2 separate regions of the Zea mays genome follow, and region 1 is linked to region 2. A link is a contact called in public Hi-C data. All regions are on one chromosome and are shown on one strand. The core of a region is the stretch at or near the end of the contact, and the rest is flanking DNA. Distances in the headings are between cores, read along the strand shown. Region 1 has its middle 5.6 kb from the start of LOC103634084. Region 2 has its middle 20 kb from the start of LOC100193783.

Region 1 (4,666 bases), core at 998-3,497, 180 kb after region 2:
AACGTAGAGTAGGCTGGCCGAACCACGGGATAAAATCACCGTGTCACTTGTGCATCTTTTTATTGTGATTGTTTTCTTCCATAGAGTTCTCACGTATTCACTTACACTATTATTCCAAAGTTTAATACATATCTCAAAGGAACAATCAAGTTAAGAGTTCTCTCTCTATTCACAGTAACTTGGCTTCACTTCACTAACATTTATAAGCCAAGTTGTGTTGTTTAGACTTGATTTTTATAGGATCACCTATTCAACCCCCTCTAGGTGCTCTCAATTTTGAGTCAGGAACTTTAATTCTGCTGCGACCTACTCAAAGGGTCTTTCATTCCACTGCGATCTAGTCTTCAAGTAGAGTAAGAATTTCTAGGTTTTAAGTGTTATTTTTTATTCGCCTATTCACCAGTTCCTGTTCTTGGGCAAAGGGAACTTTCAGCTTCACCAGCCCTCCCTCCCACGGGTTAGGTGACACTGGCTCTCCCACCTATGAGTTGGGAGGCGTCACCTTCACCGGCTCCTCCTGCGGATTAGGAGGTGCCGGCTTCACGAACCCTCCCTCCCATGGGTCGGGTGACACCAGCTCTCCCATCTATGGGTTGGGAGGCGTCAGCTCCATCGACCTTCCCTCCTACGGGTCAAGAGGGGCCAACTCCACCATTTGAATGGCGTTCCCCAAATCTGATTTAATAGCCTCATTAAGCAAATCAACAATATGCTTATACATGATTGATATTCATTCTATTGGACCAAGATAACAAATGGGACTCTACTTTGGTAGACCTACCAATTAATGGTTAGAATCTTTATATGCACCATAATTAAAATTTCATTCGAATTTGTCAAATTCAAAATGCAAATTTTGCAAACGAACTCGAATGGAAAAGGTATCAAAACAAAAGTTATAGAGCTTCATAAGTTATTCAACTTTGTAGTTGATAACGTTTATGTTTGAATTCATCTAAGACCTCAAATAGTCAATTTACTCTCAATTGGTTATAATATGTGTGCAACGAAACTGTAATTTAAACACAAGACATGCCATAGATGGAGTGACAGAGGAGACTTCACGCGAGGGTGAGGTTTGTGTTTGATTCCCATCCACCGCGTAGCCACGAATTAAAATACTTTTTTTACTATTTGAAAATTTCATTTTATGTTTTCTGGAAATTATTAGTACTGATGGTTTTATTACATCGATCGCTAGTGGAAATGAATTTTCACTAGTGGTTTTATTACATCAACCGTCAGTGGAAATCAATTTCCACTGGCGATTCTCAATTAACCACATGTGCAAACTCATATTTGTACTGGTCATTGGTACCGACGAGTTATGAAAAACGTCAGTACAAATATGTTGATAACTGTCTCTATAGAGCTTTTCTCTATACTAGTGATAACATATATGTAGATGATCATAGATCGCTATTACTAGATGCGCAACAGCATATTTACATGTGTCTCTCAAACGATCAACACCGTAGCAACAACGCCAACTTTTTTACGGTATTCACAGGGTAAGAGATAAAACAGCATGATATATTGATATGCTAGTACCATTATTGACGCAGTGAGACAAAAAGAGATAAAACACCAAGCTGCAGCGCAGCATCTACTCTTGCAGTTTCGCATGCAGATCCCACCGTTGCGCGCCGCACCGCGGCCGCTGCATGTGCCAGCGCGTCACGGCCGCTTGACGCACAACGCATGGCGGCATCTGCATGCAGCGAAAAGGCACGCCGCCCTTCTTCTCCGTCATCAGTGACCAGACCAGAAGCAGTGGGCGGCAGTGAGTGCAGTCGATTTGTTTCCGACCACCCATCAGTGCAGTTGCAGGATCGAGAACCACCGAAACAGACGGCCGAGCCTGTGTATATATGTAGGGGGTCAGTATGCAATGCACACACCCTGTAGAGGAAGAAAAGAAGAAAAAGATCAAGGAGCGAGATCAAGATCGCGTACGTTGGGTAGGCTAGGCTGCTATGGTAGCTAGCCGCGCACTTTGGCTCCATGCATGCCTTGCCACGGAAGGAAGGGCGCTGCAGTGCTAAGGCTACTAGTAGGAGTACTTCTGGTTGTTGAGTTCATCTCTTCCGAGCTCGCCTTTTGCCTTTCTCCGATGATCCGTCGCAACGCAGGAACCCTGCTTGCTTGCTCCGGAGTCGTGAGTCGTGACCCGGCCGGCCATGTGCTTAGGCTACGCCGACGCCGCGCTGCTGCCGCATGGTGGGCTTGGCGCGGGCTTTCCGCCTTAACGGTGTGTTGGCCTTTAGGAACATACGGAGCGCACTTTAAGCCCACGAAGGCCCACGGGCCCGCCCCGATCCAACACTGCACTCGATCTCTATGGCAGGGATTTTGTTGTTCTTCTTCCTCGTGCACGTTTACAAGGTCTTTGCGATTTGCGTGGTGTTAGTGTTAGCGTAGCCCATCTCATTGATTATTACAGGCCGTCATCGATCGTCTCATCTGATTCCCCACAACAGCCAGTTGTCTCAAGCATAACTAGTGGTCTCGTCTTCGTCTCATCTCGTCGTAACATATGCGGTGTGCCGCAGGACAGTAGTGTCACCTGTGTTCTGGACGAGCAACATAATCTGCGCGCGGACTGCGTGAGCGTCCGGTCCCATCCACGTTTAAAAGGTTATTCCCGCGTTTAGCTTAGCCATTTGGTATATTCAGACCGCAATCTGGTTTCTGACCACAAGCCGTACACAAAAAATACACGATATTGAAACCGTACGTGTTCTCAAGTGCGTGCAGTACAGACTACAGAGCGAGTTTTTCTGTGGATTGTCGAAACAAAAACAAACTGATCGACTCTCACATGATCGCCTAGTTACTCCCGTCAACCAACTGGACAAGCATGCTGGCCTGGTCTGTGCCCTCAGAGAGTCAGAATGGACGCAGCCAGGAAGAGGCGAGTTTGGCATCCGTACTCGTGACCTGTTGCGAGTGATCAAGCAGGGAGATTTATTTAAATCCGCAAGTTGCAAACGGCAGGCAGGCAAATGGGCAGTATTCCAGTCCTCAGAAAACCATCCATGTATGTAGACGATGGTTGGAGGAAGCGGGGCACGGGTTGTTGGCATGTCGTCCAGCGATACTATCATACTACTTAATAACGTTTTTTTTTGCATTAGGAAATGTATGGTCCCTTGCCACGGGACATGGAGCATCACCAGCACTGAGAAATATATAGTGGCCTAAAAAAACATCGCAGGCCACAGGCCATTGGAGCCACCCAACTGACTCACATGCTTGTCTGGGGGCTCTAAACTACCCTTAATCAAAACATCCTTCACAAGAATCTTTCCTTCTCTCACCCCCCCCCCCCCCCCTTTTTTTTAACACTTCACGTCTCCAAGTGTAGTTTCTGCCCTGTCCCTTGTGCTGTAGTGTATTGATGTTACGTACGCTGCGTTTGCCTTCGAGGTCAATACAAACATGTTTGCCAGCGGGGTTCTACTACTGCCCGTGATTAACAAACTCACATTTGAAAACTGTTGTGTCACTGAGGGACCAGGTGTCCTCCGCCAAGATACAGTTTGGTATAAAAAAACGCATTTCTAAAATCGAATTAATTTATAAAGCAATTACTGTTAGAGAGTGAAACCCTAACCAGGGTTGGGAGATGCTAAGGCCATTACAATAGGGGAAGCACAATAACTCTAACACCCCCGCAGTCGAAACTCTAGCCACGACAGATGTTGAGACTCGACCGAAACTCCTCGAACATCGACGTAGAGAGGCCCTTGGTGAAGATGTCGGCGAGCTGAGAAGTGGTCGGGACATGAAGGACCCGCACATCATTGACAACGACACACTTGCGAATGAAGTGGAGAATGGAGATCGAGCTCCACATGCTTCGTGCTGATGTTGGACGGGGTTGGTGGAGAGGTACATGGCGCTGACGTTGTCACAGTAGACAAGGGTGCTCCGCTTCAGCGAACTGTGTAGCTCCTGGAGAAGCCGACGAAGCCACGCCGCCTCGGTGACCCCGTCAGCCACAACGTGATACTTGGCCTCGACACTGGAGCGAGAGACGATCGGCTGTCGCTTCGAGGACCAGGAGACGATATTGTCGCCAAGGAACACGGCAAACCCGAAGGTGGACCGACGCATGTCGGGACAGCCGACCCAGTCAGCGTCGGTTTAGACGAAGAGGTCGGTGGTCGTGGACTGTCGAAGAAGGAGGCCGAAGTCGGTGGTGCCTCAAAGGTACTTCAAAATCCACTTCATAGCGATGAGATGTGGCTCTCGTGGGGCGTGAATATGGAGACACACCTGCTGGACAACGTAGGCGATGTCAGGATGAGTGAAGATGAGGTACTGTAGGGCCTCGACGAGACTCTGATAGCTGATCGGATCAGCCACCGAAGGGCCATCGTCAGAGGAGACCTTGCCCTGAGTGTCCATCGAAGTCATGCAAGTCTTACAATCAGCCATGCCAACGCGCTCGAGGATTTAGATGGTGTACTGACGCTGGTGGAGGAACAGGTCCTGGGGCTGGCGCTCGATGGTGATCCCCAGAAAGTGATGTAGCTCATCGAGGTCCTTCATCGCGAACTCCTGCTAGAGAGAAGAGATGATGTGCTGCAGGAGGTCGGGGGAGAAGGTTGTGAGGACGATGTCGTCGACGTAGAGGAGAAGGTAGGTAGTACCTAGACCA
Region 2 (4,624 bases), core at 1,573-4,072:
GCCGTCGTCTCCCAGTCAACTTTGGGTTGTTGGACCATTGTCTCCTTATGATATAATTATTTATTTATTTTGTACAGAACTCCTATTATATAGTAAAGATGTGCATTCGTTTTAGTACCACTATTCATCATACGTGTGAGACTTGGTCTCAGCACACCTAGTGATTATTTTGCGCCCGGGTTTTGGACCCCTAAAACCCAGGTGTGACAGCACTCATCGACGTATCTGATGTGCCACCGGACAGAGCATCGAATAGAACACCCAGATAGCATGTAGACTATGCCGAGAGGTTGAGTACTCAACTAATATGTACGTATGGCCTAACAAAGTATGTGGCATACAACAACAGCTAGTTTAGAAACTAGTTGTTAGAGTGGCACCGACGTGTCTCATGTAATGGAAAAGTGAGCATCAGACATATTTGGTGCCTTCGAAAGTGTTGGTTGGGTTATAACGGCTAGCTCTTGGTACTATTTGTACCCTCTAACTTAGCTTCTTAAGGTGTCTTGCCCCTTCTAACATGTGAAGCATCTACTTGAGAGTGACGATTACCCTTTTCATACTGAGGAGATTAGAGAAGTGATAATTGTACGGTTAGCGACCACATTAGTGCATAGATAGTGACTTATGTACAACCATCACCCTCGTTAGACTGGGCATGGTCAAGTAAAAGTCTAGTGTTTGTTACTCTTAGTAATTGGCATCACCTAGACGACTTAGTCGCGATCGGGTGTGATGTGATCACCCAGAGAGTTTCTAGGTAACTTGACTCGAGACTTATACATAGCTGTGAGTGATTGACCATGTTAGAGCAACGAAGAACCAACTTCTAGAGAGCACTTGGACTTTGCACGGACCAACTAGGAGTGACATCCTTGCATGGGTACTCCAATAAGGATTAATGGAGAGTGGTGACTCTCTAAAACTTCGAAAAAATATCCAGAAGTCTTTTAACCCTTGCTCTACTATATACATTTACATTTGATCAATTTATTTTAAGTATTTAATTTCTTAGAAATTGCCATGCTAGTGTAGTGTTGAAAATTAGGGTCCAAAACTCTGTATCACACATTATGCACTTGGGTGAGACTGGTCTTACAATTAGGACTTAATTTTAGCAAGAATTTGTAGAGAATATTAATTCATCTTTCTATTGGGCATCGCGATCCTTTTAATATCCACGAGTTATTCACGAGTCTTTCTATATTCTAATTTGAGGACCGTCATCCATTTTTCAATTTAGACCTAACCCCCCCCCCTCACAATGTTGCATAAAATGCATGAGATAATGGGTTTTTTTTACAACATCGAGTAGATCCCATAACCAATAATATTTACTCTCAGTAAACGAGAACATATAGAGACAGGCTGCTGAAGAATTCTCCATGCCTATCGTGCAAGCATGTCCAAGTTGAAAATATGTCTTTCATCTTCGATTTTTCATTGTTTGTCTAGACACTTAATTCTTTTAATTCTCATTCTCCTTTTGATCCTACTAGGAGCTATAGATCATTGAACTGGTTTCATCACATAGCTCTTGATTGGTTATAGCGCTCCATGTGCTAGGCTGGCGCTGGCTTGGACCGCCAGGGATTGTCCCTCACCGCTTCTCCACGCATGAAGGACAGACAATAAAAAAGGAGTAAGTTGCATGCGCGCGTACAGGCTTATGGACAAAAACGCAGGCATCCAAACACACGCTTGCACATGGTCAAAGCATGTCGTCAGCCTAGATGCGTAGGACGCAGCAACCAATCACGTAGATAGTGTCTTTATGAGATCCGAGACCACGAGACCGAAGCATAACATAGCATAAGTATCGTGTCTTTATGAGACCTTAGGCTTGGATACTTTAGGAATGAGATGAATTAGAGTGGATTGAGATGTATCGTGGATGTTTTTGATTTATTGAGGATTTAAACACTCTCTAATCCTTCTAAACCAACTCAATCCAAGAGTACCCAAACTAGGTCTTAATGGCTTGTCTCTTTTTTTTAATCCTGTCCAATCTAATCCATATGAATTGAGAATAAGCGAACGAAACTTAAATAGGTAGACCTAGGTACCAGTCGTATCGAGCCTCATGGGTTAAACCATGTCCATCAAGGAACGGCTTCTTAACCGCGGCCCTAGTATTCTTACTGAAAAAAAGAACAGCTGACTTGTCTTCATTCGCCGTTTGTCCCGAGCACTCCCTCGTATAGCAGCAGTACATTGTAGGTCTTATATTCTCTTCATCCACTTTTAGGAGAAGTAAAGAATCACCTTCTGCAAATAATAAGCGAGGAATACTACGGCGCCCTTTTCTACAAAAGATGCTATGCATGCCAACGAACTGCATGGGAAGACGGCGATGATTGGCGCCCGACTGGTCCGGCGGCCGCAGCCGCACCATGTGTCCATGTCCATGTCCATATCCATTCTAAAGTGCGCACGATGGCAAGAAGCCAAGAACGCTGGTGTTGAAACGGAACTTGGAAGCACCCTGGAAAGCGCTGCTATAGTAGTAGTAAGCACAAGCAGATATTCGTATACGTGGCTAGGGCGAATCGCACATGAAAAGCAAGGCAAAGTGCATAGAAAGGCTAGAGGATCTCCGAGAGCGATTTCTCCTGTCATCAGTGCGTGAAACTGGCAGGAGAAGCGCCGTCGAAAGGAGGCAGAGACCCAAAGCGAAACACCCTGGAAGTGGGTTGGCTGGCTGGATTGCTGGCGGATTGGATCGGAAAACGAGACGACGCCGGGGACGAGGCCCATGTGCGGTGCGCCGGAGGCCCACGAGCCACCAGGACACACACGACGAGGTGGTCTGGTCGACGCGAAAGTACAAGTTGTACAACGCGTTGTCCAATCGACTCACGGTACGATTGCACGGTAGCTACAAGCAAAAGGGTGTGCCGTGCTACCAGCTGTACAGAAGAGAACCCTTTTTCATCATGATCCGCCGCGAGAAGAAAGTTGGAATCGAAGCGCTCCTACTCCAGAGTGGCAGAGTCAAGTCTAGATGGCAACTGCCACGACACGACAGTGCTCCATGTAAGCACAAGGTGGGGCTCGCTGGCTGCCTCGCTGGTGCCTCGACACGAGTCAAGTCTGCCTCGCTGGTGTAAGCACAAGGTGGGCTGGTGGGGCGTTGGTTCCAGCTCATTCACTGAGCAGGACGCGATCACGCGAGGTGTGGTGTGGGCGTGGACTGACGGGCGTTGTACGCGTATGGAGCGGAGCGGCTTGCTGTGTTCCGGTCCCAGTGCGGGCTTTCGTTTATCGCCGCGCCACGTAACCGACCTCACCTGGTTAAAGCCCCGTTCGGTTAGGCTGGAACAAGACCAGGAACTATTCCAGATTACCAATTGTTATATAAATTATACAGTTATTCCAGCTGAAATCCTTTCTGAAGTAGATTCCTGAATAACCGAACGGTCCCTAAAGCGTCCAGTCTGTTACAAAATAATGTACATGTGATCAAGGCACATCCAATCGTCCATTTATACAGTTATTATCCAAGGGTCAGATACCCTTTGTACACATGTATATAAAGGAGATCTCTGCAATAAACAAGATAACTCCCTGTCATTTTTCATTCTTTGTCTGCCTCTCTACTCTTTTACCACTGAGCACTGCAATAGATCACAACACGTTATCAGCACTGTCTCCAGGAAGAAATCAGAGAAGGAGAAGAAGAAGAACACTTGTTGTTCTTGACAAGAACAGCAACTTCGATCTGCAAATCAACAGCAAGGTATGGAGCATACCATTTCCATGCGCATACGCCGTATGCGCGAAGTTCTGTACATTGTTGATGATGCGATGTTGGAAGCGTTCGCCGCTAGACAAGCCGCAGCGCTTCCACCGGTGCACGAGATCCCTGAGCGTCGTGTGCAAGTGCAAAACGTGCACTTCTGCGTGCTGCACGGATGGACAGCGGTCGTCCCGCTGCCGGTGGTGGAGTGCGGCCTCCCCACTGTGTCCCCGTCACCACCGGCGCCGGTGGGAGACGCGGGTTCGTCTGCAATCGCCCCCATGGACGTCGATTTGGCGGCACCACCGCCACCTCCACCCACTGCAGCGACAAATGACCATCGTTCTTCATCTCCACCGATGCCCGTGGTTGTCGGAACCATTGCTGCCCGTCGTGGGCAGCCCCCGCGCGTCGTCGATGCTCCACGTGGACGTCTCATCTTCACTGGCCACCGCCCAAATGGGGTGGCCCCATCTTCCTCCTCCAATGGGAGGGCCTAATGGCCCTCCGTTCGGCCAGTGGCGGTTGCTGCCACGACGGCCGGTTGGGGGAGGGGGTGGGGGAGCGCCGCAGACGACCTCTGTGCAGGCGCGGCAGCGCGACCCGGCCACGGGCGTGGCACAGGCGCGCAGGCCCTGGCGGCTTCGGTCAGGCGCATGGCGCGGAGGCGGTGGGCCCCCTGGTGGCGGCTCGGCATGGTATGACGAGCGGCCACGGATGCCTCGCCACCCTCGATGAGGCGTGGACGCGCGGCCGCCTCCGGCGCAGTCGCCACGACGCTGACGCCGCCCATGGGCGCGACACGGTGAGGGCGTGGTTGCCCCGGCTCGGACTCCATCCAAAAGCGGGCGCGCGGCCGGACCTGGGCTCCTGGTGGCGGCGGAC

What was found. Hi-C and Micro-C count contacts between places; a contact is called where the count stands out from the background.
Region 1: a contact with region 2 is called in a Hi-C map of leaf, with 2.0 times the contacts expected there. The contact joins two enhancer-like sites. A contact is called at or near these places in 4 of 25 Hi-C or Micro-C datasets (leaf, seedling and tassel).

The regions. Positions count from the first base shown.
Region 1 is chr1:37,661,699-37,666,364 of Zm-B73-REFERENCE-NAM-5.0, forward strand. No RefSeq gene overlaps it. Among protein-coding and RNA genes, the nearest start is that of LOC103634084, 5.6 kb to the left of the region's middle. Within about 2 kb of position 2,248, at least 18 of the 20 cell types and tissues checked have an H3K27ac peak or open chromatin away from gene starts, as enhancers often do. A contact at or near this core is called in leaf, seedling and tassel, where this site is marked.
Region 2 is chr1:37,481,694-37,486,317 of Zm-B73-REFERENCE-NAM-5.0, forward strand. No RefSeq gene overlaps it. Among protein-coding and RNA genes, the nearest start is that of LOC100193783, 20 kb to the right of the region's middle. Within about 2 kb of position 2,823, at least 19 of the 20 cell types and tissues checked have an H3K27ac peak or open chromatin away from gene starts, as enhancers often do. A contact at or near this core is called in leaf, seedling and tassel, where this site is marked.